Regions from separate parts of the Gossypium hirsutum genome. Here region 1 is linked to region 2. A link is a contact called in public Hi-C data. All regions are on one chromosome and are shown on one strand. The core of a region is the stretch at or near the end of the contact, and the rest is flanking DNA. Distances in the headings are between cores, read along the strand shown.

Region 1 (4,895 bases), core at 2,311-4,810, 150 kb before region 2:
ATCATTAGATTTCTTTTTTAGTTGTTATGTTGTTTATGTCTGTTTAGCACCTTGTTTTGGCTCCATTGGTGATCCTTGATACTATTGTTAAGAGATGCTTTGTGGCCTGATGGGGATCCTGTCTATGTGGGGGTGAAGGGAGGGGGGTGAACACTTCCTTTACAATATCAAAATCTTTGTCATTGTATTGTGTTGTTTTATACTCATGGAACCTAATTCACCATCTATGTAAACTTTTATACGCATTATTGTGGTCTTTTGTAGGAATGAAGTATAAATTTTCACTGACTTGAGAATTCATGAAAAGTTTTCCAGTTATACTTGCATACTTTCCCCCTCTTTTTATCACTTTGAACTACTTGATTAATGAGACACAGTCTTGAGTCAGTGGATGCTGCTTTTCCATATAGATTCTTGGCTTGGTTGTTACTTGCTTACTGACCTTGAGCTGGGGGAAATGCCATAGCCTTTTATAATGAGTTGTTTATTTTGCTTTCCAGGTAATGGAAAGCTTGGAACATGCCATGAAAAGAGGTGCACCAATTATTGCTGAGTACTTAGGTGGAGCTGTTAATTGTGATGCTTATCATATGACCGATCCAAGATCTGATGGTCTTGGGGTGTCCTCATGCATTGAGAGAAGCCTTGAAGATGCTGGTGTGTCTCCTGAAGAGGTGATTCTATGCTTTTTCAACCAATTCTCATAATATATGGTGCGAAAATCCAGTTAGGTTGTTCTGGTTTCTAGATATTCCTCTTCTCCCATGTTATGTTGTTTCTTTCTATCTAGGTTTGCTGACTCCTGTGTAGGCATTTAGAGTTGTTTTTTTTTTGGGGGGGGGTTCAATCGATACCACCAACAAGTTCTATGTTTTATGGTGTATTTAATGTCTGTCTTTGACTTGTCTTCACAAAATCTGTATCGAGATAACTTCTATTTTATCTATTAGATCCAGGTTCCAATTTTAAGTGAGACTGTAGAGAACCATTCTAATGGTTGCGGTTCATAAATCATTATAGTGACTAGTTAACACAGTGTTGTTGACTTCACATCAATAATAGGTTTCAGAATATACGTGTTTTCTAAAATTTATGCATGGTTCCAAAGGTGGAAAAATTAGCGAACTAAGTAAGTTCCATATTTCAGGTAAACTACATAAATGCACATGCAACTTCTACTCTTGCTGGTGATCTGGCTGAGATAAATGCTATTAAAAAGGTATTCAAGAATACATCTGGCATCAAAATCAATGCAACAAAGGTACGTTTTCTTTCTCTTGCAAAATTTGAGATTACCATGCTGTGATGTTACGCTTTTGCTGTTGGTTAAATGCTTTGATTTTTGTTTCAGTCGATGATAGGGCACTGTCTGGGTGCAGCGGGCGGTTTAGAAGCCATTGCCAGTGTGAAAGCCATTACCACGGGATGGCTGCATCCCTCCATAAACCAATTTGTATGTGCCAGTTTCCTGTTTAATGCACCTTGTTTGTTCTGTAAAGAGTATTATTAAAACTAACTTAAGATAGTATGTGCGAGTCTTGGTCATATATTGGTTTTCCTTTTTCTTTAAAACTTTTATTTACAGTAATTCCCCATTACTTATTTTTCTTCAAATTGTCTACCAAGTCTCGAATATTTGATTTAATGGGGACCAAACCCCGCCTGAACTCTGTTTTGTTTTTTCAAATTTTTATGTTTATTTATGGTACCCCTTTTTGGTAACTCAATATTTTTTTACTACAACTTGGAAAAGAACATTTTGGGAGTGTTTAAAATATATTTGGTTCTTTCCTCTACTTCATGTTTAAATGCTAGATCTCTTTAGATACCTTGAAGTGCTAAATTTTTTGAATGCAGAATCCAGAGCCATCAGTTGAGTTTGACACTGTTGCCAACAAAAAGCAGCAGCACGAGGTTAATGTTGGTAAGACTCTTTATCCTTTCTTGGGAAGCACACCATCCCTGTCTATATACTTACATTTTGATAGATCCGGATCATCCAGAACCTGTGTGTTCTGTAATTCTAATCGACTTGTTCTTGTGGATTCAGCAATCTCAAATTCATTTGGATTTGGAGGACACAACTCGGTTGTGGCATTTTCAGCCTTCAAGCCATGAAAGTCTGTTACTACATGTTCTGCATTTGTTAGGAAAGATGATGATAGAGAATATTGATCCTTAAAAGAGCGAGTCAGGCATTTGTTTGTGGATGTGGAGGCTGCTTCAATCCTTGTGTAACTTTTCGTGAGAGCCAATTTGTGATTTTGTCATTGTTGGAATGATTTTGAGTTGAATTCTAGCTTTAGCCTAGGAATTGGTGAACTCGTATATTTTCAACACCAACACGACTATATTTGATGAGGCAATTAATGAAGGAGAGATTTTGTTCTGTTTTAAATACGTATCATGTGAACTGGGTTGGTCTTCATTACTACTTTGATTGGATTTATATACTATTGGGTAATTCCCGCCTAAACAGAACCTCTCTGTCTGTGCTGCTTTAAGTGACCGATCTAAGTTAAGCCCTTTAACCTTGGGGAGGGATCTTCCTCCTTTTACCTCCTTACTAGACCAAAGACTCCTTAACATCCCTCTTGCATCTCTTCGCAGACCATCGTCCGATTTTTTTTTTCCCTCGACAGCATTTGAACCCCAAATCTCTGCAAAAGCACTAACACTATAATTTAATGCACAATCGACCTTTACTGGTGTTAAATTAAATTGAAACATATTCAATGTAATTTATGGTTGAGTTTAATCTCTCTCTCTCTCTTTTTTTTCTTTTTTTTTAATGTCGGAATGGTTGTGAAGTTCAATAAATAACTAGATATGATTAATCACTACATATTTGAGGTGATAGTTCATAATAATAATAATAATAATAATTAGGGGTGAGCAAAATTCACTTTAAGAAAAATATTTTATATTTTGAATTGTTTGAGTCAAATGACAGATTAGTGTAAATGTTTTTTGGTTACTGTCGATTTTCAAAATGAGTAAATTAGTTTCTCTCAATCAAAATAAAAAATAAAATTTAAATATTTATAAAAATTCTAAAATTTGTATTTTTTTAGAAAATATATAAAAATTTAAAAAATCTAGAGAATATATAAAGATAGTTAAAATTTTAAATTTTTGTCTAAAATAATAATTTTGAGACCTAAATAAATTAATTAATAATTTAAATTTATCCTATAATAAAATAAGACTTATTAACTCAATTATTTTATATATTTTTATTTGATTCAATCCAACTCATCCAAATAGTAATCAGCGAAATAACATTAGGCCCTCTGGCTCGGGATTTTCATAACAGATGGGTTTTATGGGAGCCCAATATTTATTTTGGATTACAATACCAAAAATCAAAATAAAAAAAGCAAAGCAAATCCGACTCCACTGGGGATCGAACCCAGAATCTCTGGTTCCGTAGACCAGCGCCTTATCCATTGGGCCATGGAGTCTTAGTTGTTGTACGCTTCGCACAATATTTATAATATATATACATTGACTCAATTCCCGCCAAAACAGCCATCATCTCACTTGTTCCCGCCAAAACCAGGGTCTAGGGCTGAGGAAGAAAAAGGAAAAGAAGCTCATCGAATTAGCACTTTGGTGTCAATACTGTAGTACAGTGAGAAGGAAAAAAAAAATGGAGTTGGGAGCTCAAGATTATGCTGATAGGAAGAAAGATATCAGCCAATTCCTGTCTCAAGATGTACTTTCCCCCATTCCCTTCTCTTCTATTCCCTTCTCTTCTATTCGTTTTCTGTTTTTTTTTTTAAACGCTATCAATTTTAATAACGGTTTCATTTTTGTTTGTTTGTTTGTTTGTTTGTTCGATCAGATTTACCAAGATGAAATCAAGGCAATGATAAATCACAAGCGTCGCCGTCTCATCGTCAACATCTCCGATCTACACTCTTTTAACAACTTGGCTACTAGGTTCGCTCTCTTCTCCCATAACTTTCTTTTCTTTTTCTCTTCATCATTTTAAGCGTTGGTTTGTTTAAACTGATTTGGTTTTTTTGTTCATTGTTTTGAGTTTTTAGGATTCTGAAGAATCCGAGTGAATATATGCAACCTTTTTTCGATGCGGTGACTGAAGCTGCTAAAAGTATTGACCCAAAGTACTTGAAAGAAGGGGAAATAGTTCATGTGGGATTTGAAGGTCCTTTCGTTTCTCGTCGCGTCACACCCAGAGAGCTCCTTTCCGAATTTATTGGCTCCATGGTCTGCGTCGTTGGCATTGTTACCAAATGTATCGTTATTCTCGAATACTCCGCTCTTTTTGTTTCCTTTCAAGTTGAAGCATAACTACACTATTATTTGTTTGTTCATATAATGTGCTAAAAGTTGAATCTAGGATTTTGTTAAAAGGAGGCACGTGCTTTGAAAACTGATTAGTTTGGGTATTGAAAATTCGCTAAATGCTTATTAATGATTTTTCTTTGTTTTGCTTTGTATTAACATGATCCTATCTCAATTTAGGTTCTCTGGTAAGACCGAAGGTTGTTAAAAGTGTTCACTTTTGTCCTGCCACTGAAAACTTCACCGTTAGGGAATATCGAGACATCACCTCCAACAATGGTTTGCCAACCGGATCCGTGTATCCTACCAGGGTAATTTCCATTGTCTAGATCTCCTCATATCTGTATGGGTATTGGATTAAGCATTGTCTAATGGGGAATATTCTTTCAGGATGAAAATGGAAACTTATTGGTGACTGAATATGGTTTGTGCCAATATAAAGATCACCAGACCTTGTCGATTCAAGAAGTACCTGAAAATGCTGCTCCTGGTCAGCTTCCTCGAACCGTTGATGTCATAGTTGAGGATGACCTGGTTGATTCATGCAAGCCTGGAGATCGTGTGGCTATTGTAGGGATATATAA
Region 2 (4,883 bases), core at 1,595-4,094:
GGGTTGACCTTGAATCTGCCCAACTTGATTAAGTATTTCGAGCAGCGCAGACGCAAATACCCCCAAACAACGCAAAATCAATGGCTGACCACAGCTCCACCTAAACATCCTTTAAAGCGAAAGAAACTGTTTAACTAATACCAAGGACGTTAGGTGTCTTTAATTTTGACCCAGAATTGTAATTAACATATATATATATCAATCGTAATAAATATATTTTTATTTAAGTATGCGTTAGTGTCACAAATTAATTTGAAATTAATTTAGTAAAAAAATATTAAATTACTTTTACATATTTTACATAAGTCATATTATTATAAGACTACTTTTGTCTTTTTTTTTCAAAAAATAATAAGAAATTTATAAATATTGATATTTGAATTCATGCGCTAACATCTACAAAAATAAATTTTTGGTTTAACCATAGATGTCCTTGTTTGTTTTATGGTTTGTAAATAGTTCTGTTTGAATAAGAGGTGATATTCAAGTAAAACCCTTCCAATAATGTTGACTTTCAAATTTAGTCTAAATGCTTGAGGGATAAGTCCACTTCTACTTCTTCCAACTATTTGTTGGTTGTAAAATCTTTTTTTTTACTACTTCAATCAAAGATTTATTAACATTTTCATACATTTCACTTTTTATTATACAAATTGTTTCACCACATTGTATATCTATACTTACTATATTTAAAAATTTTGATTGAGATGGTGTCACTTATAACCGAGTCCAACTCAATTGTTAAATTCTCAAAACTCCTTATTTTAACAAAAAATATTTATTATTTTAAAGATATTTTTGTTTTATTATATAAAATGCAAGAAAAAAAATAAGCTAGACATCACAAACATTGCTCGTCTTATTTGTATAATTTTACACATATATTGATATATTAGCAATTTATATTATAAAAATTCTACTATATTTATTTCTATAAATATAAAAGCTGGTGAGAGAATAAAAAAATATTTTTTATATGATTTCTGGTGTGGGCAAATGAAATTTAGTTCTTATTTATAAGAGTTCTAATGTCTCTCTAGAGGAACACAACTATCTAAATAAATAATCACATCTTTTAATAATAAACATATAATAGATATATTCTTGAATAATCATATTCAAACGCAAATTCTACTTACCTATACACTCATTATTTGTTAGCATGTTAAATGTGTATCACATTTCCCTTGAGAAGTTTGCAGGACATGCATGGTGGGCATTGGTGGCCTTATATATAAATTGTGGAAGGTGGGATGAGTAGCCATCGTTAGAAGCATTTAAAAGAATATTTCTATTTTCTCTTAGAGTGTAACCATATCAACGTGGTATGGCGTATTTTAAAGCGCATGCTCAGAATGAGCCCTTCTTGAGCAAAGTTGTCTCAAGTAACCAACGTTTAGATAGGCGGAACCTTGTGTTCGTATGGCTAAAGGTTGGAGAGTTTGAATTTCCTATTTAGTGGGTCTTGCCAGCTACTAAGTTGTGCTAAAGAGTTCCCATCTTAGAGAGCAATGCTGCAAAGAAGCAATATAGGAGGCATCCGTGGGGTTGTCTCTTAACTATTGAAGGAATAATGATGATGAGAAATGTTTTTCTTCACTACTTAGAAGGAAGAAGCCTAAATAGCATAAGAGTGATGGAGATGGTGTGGATTTTTTTGGTGATAGACAATGGTTGCCAGATCCTATTGCCTAGCCATTCTCATGGGTTAACAAGATATACACACTAGTACATGTGTTAACAACATTGCATAAAGCATCTCATGGACTTTACACGGTGTGAACCTATGCCATTCTCCAAGCATTCTCCTTCGTAGTTTCCCTCCTTTACTTCCTCAACTAACATCAGCAATAAATATTTTTCTCACGTGCCTAAGAAAATGTCAATTTCTGATAAACATCTCAAAAACACAAATAAAGTTTTAGGTTTCAATCCACCTTTTAGGTATTAAAATAAACGGCTTAAAAAAAATCTGAAGGCACTGATTTAACAAAAACCCATCAAACACTATTTGCCCAATTCATGCTTCACACATTTCTTATTTCTGCAAATGTTGAAAGATTGAAGAAAGAGAGAGGGTCAACATCACTGCACTAACCTACATCTGGAAACCCCAAAAGAAGAGGAAGGGCACAACTGAGGTGGGCTCAGGTTCCTCTCAAAAGTCAGTGGCAAGTGGCCAGTGCGTTTTTAATTGGATGGTTGGATCTGCCAAATTCATTTACTATACATATCAGACACAATGAGGGGGGGCCTCTTTGGGTCCCAAGCCTCCTTAACATCTTCAATCTTACATAAATGTCAACTTTTTTCCAGCTTTATACTATCCATGTTTAATCATTCGACCCCTCTACAATGCTTAGTTTTCCACTAGTATTATAAAAAATTTTAGGGTCTTTTTCCATGCATACTCAGTGATAGTCTTAAATAACTGGTCCTCTGCTGGTCTTTCTCCCCCCCCCCCCCACAATTTTGACACTAGATACGCATTAACGTGAAGAACAAGAATGGAAGTGACGTCGAATGCAATCATTTAAGGGCGAGCCATGGGTATATACATATAACTATGGCTCTTAGTAGGCCAAAAGGTTCTTTTTAATCTGATGAATATATATGTCAGATTTAGAAGGGAATAAGCAAAGATGCAAATTATAATCAAAATGATCAAAGACACAGACCAAATATAAAAAGAAAAAGAAAAAAAAGTGGTAAGGCAACGTAATAATAATGCGTACGCTGAACATGAAAGAGAAGGGTCAAAACTCAAAAGCATTGAGACTGAGAGACAACCGGTGGAGGGTGAGGAGCCAGTTGAATTATATGCATTTTTAAAGCTTAAGGTCCTCACTGATTGCGTGGCTAAATCAAACAACTTCAGCTATTACTAGGAAGGAGATGAGGATGGAATGGTATTGAAATAGAATTTTCTTTGGAGGAAAAGGTGGCATACCTATAACAAATGATCTGATTGGACTACGTGGCATCCATAAATAAGGACATCCTTCCCATTCTACTACGACTGTCTGCGTCTGGACCATCTCTGGATTCTGAAGTGTAAACACCAAATTTTTTTCACTCAAATCCGTCCTATATATCATACACGCCTGCACATGGTTTGATGGTGGAAATCCCACAATCACTAGCCGCACCATTTCAACCCCCCAATCACCATTCCTTTCAAACATCCAATTCAAGCCTCTCTTTATCTTGTCTCGTTTCCTTTCCCTCTGAAAATATCTTTGCTGCAACCCCCATGTCTGCCACTTTCACTGCTTTCCATTTACCTTCACTTTCTCCTTCATCTTGTCATGCTTTTCTTGTTTACCCTTCATCATTCTTGTACCAAAAATATGGAATATTTGCCCTTGTTTTTTTTCTGCTTTTTCTTCCTTTCTTAGTGACCTATTAGCTGCTTAAGCTCGCACGTCCACTTTAATCATGTCCGGGGCAAATTGAGATAACCTACAAGGTTATAAAAAGGGAAATCAATCCAACGTCCTCCGTCACAAGTTTGCTATATATATAACCATTCCTTTCAGAGTTAACCCTGTCCGGAGGCTTATTAGAGAAACTTCATTGTAGGTGTAGCTTTGAGAAATTCAAACAAATAAACATGTCATTTTCTTGTACGAAAAACTTCTTCCAACGGTTCTGCATGGATGAATTTCGTATGGACAGTGATATTCATGGCAGTTGCTTCTCAAGTGACCTCATTCCCTCACTTGGGGCTAGAATTAACCATGCGACCAAGCTACGTACATACATAATATCCCCTTTCAACCCTCATTATAGGTGATTACCATTTACACATGGCTTTCTCAAAATATTTCTTTGAATATATTTAAAAGCTGCTCCTTATGGTCCTATTCCTTATTACAGGGCTTGGGAGATATGGCTGGTTGTTCTAGTCATTTACTCTGCCTGGATCTGTCCATTCGAGTTTGCATTCCTAACTGACAAGAATGATGCACTTTTCATTTTTGATAACATTGTCAATGGCTTCTTTGCTGCTGACATTATTCTCACCTTCTTTGTTGCATATCTAGATGGCCAATCTTATCTCCTTGTTGATGATCCCAAGAAAATTGCCATCAGGTAAATAAGATTTTTGCGGCATTCAATCACATACAAAGGCTTCTTTTATATGTGTATATCAACTAAGAATAACAAAATGCTCATCAACTATTTGAACTAGTAATGAGCTTTTAAATGATCCATCCAACATCTAGGTACATATCTACCTGGCTTGCTTTCGATGTCTGTTCCACTGCCCCATTTCAGTCTCTCAGCCTCATGTTCACAGATCATGACAGTGAACTTGGGCTCAGGCTACTCAACATGCTCAGACTCTGGCGTCTGAGACGTGTCAGCTCCCTGTTTGCAAGGTCTATAACCAGTTTCATTCAACCCATGCCTTTCCCTTTCTTCAAATGCTTAAATATTTACTCACTGATTTCCTTTCCCTTTCCTTCAGACTTGAGAAAGACATTCGGTTCAACTACTTCTGGACTCGGTGCACCAAGCTCATTTCTGTAAGCCATTGAAACTTCCTCTAGTCTCCCCTCTATCACAAATATTGCCTTCAGTCATTTGAAAAAAAGGGTTATTTTCCTTGGGTTGATTTCAGGTGACCATGTTTGCGGTACATTGTGCTGGATGCTTTAACTATCTGATTGCAGATAGATATCCTGATCCTTCCAGGACCTGGATTGGTACAGTGTACCCAAATTTCAAACAGCACAGTCTCTGGGATAGATATGTGACTTCGATTTACTGGTCAATTACAACTCTCACCACCACTGGTTATGGAGACTTGCATGCTGAGAATCCAAGAGAGATGCTGTTTTATATCTTTTACATGTTCTTTAATTTGGGATTAACAG

What was found. Hi-C and Micro-C count contacts between places; a contact is called where the count stands out from the background.
Region 1: a Hi-C map of leaf shows a contact between it and region 2, with 2.0 times the contacts expected there. The contact joins the promoter of LOC107942638 here to the promoter of LOC107958415 in region 2. A contact is called at or near these places in 4 of 34 Hi-C or Micro-C datasets (callus, leaf and petal).

Annotation. Positions count from the first base shown.
Region 1 is chrA05:14,648,719-14,653,613 of Gossypium_hirsutum_v2.1, reverse strand. LOC107942638 (DNA replication licensing factor MCM3) reads left to right here and starts at 3,560. Exons shown (of 16, transcript XM_016876341.2): 1 at 3,560-3,718; 2 at 3,848-3,945; 3 at 4,053-4,261; 4 at 4,492-4,622; 5 at 4,702-4,895. The coding sequence starts at 3,653. LOC107942640 (3-oxoacyl-[acyl-carrier-protein] synthase I, chloroplastic) reads left to right here. Exons shown (of 7, transcript XM_016876344.2): 3 at 501-674; 4 at 1,148-1,261; 5 at 1,352-1,453; 6 at 1,858-1,924; 7 at 2,051-2,398. The coding sequence ends at 2,118. It overlaps TRNAR-ACG (transfer RNA arginine (anticodon ACG)), which reads right to left and starts at 3,464; the gene lies at 3,392-3,464.
Region 2 is chrA05:14,494,253-14,499,135 of Gossypium_hirsutum_v2.1, reverse strand. It overlaps LOC107958415 (potassium channel KAT1), which reads left to right and starts at 2,844. Exons shown (of 10, transcript XM_016894178.2): 1 at 2,844-3,792; 2 at 3,880-4,095; 3 at 4,230-4,385; 4 at 4,475-4,532; 5 at 4,628-4,883. The coding sequence starts at 3,614.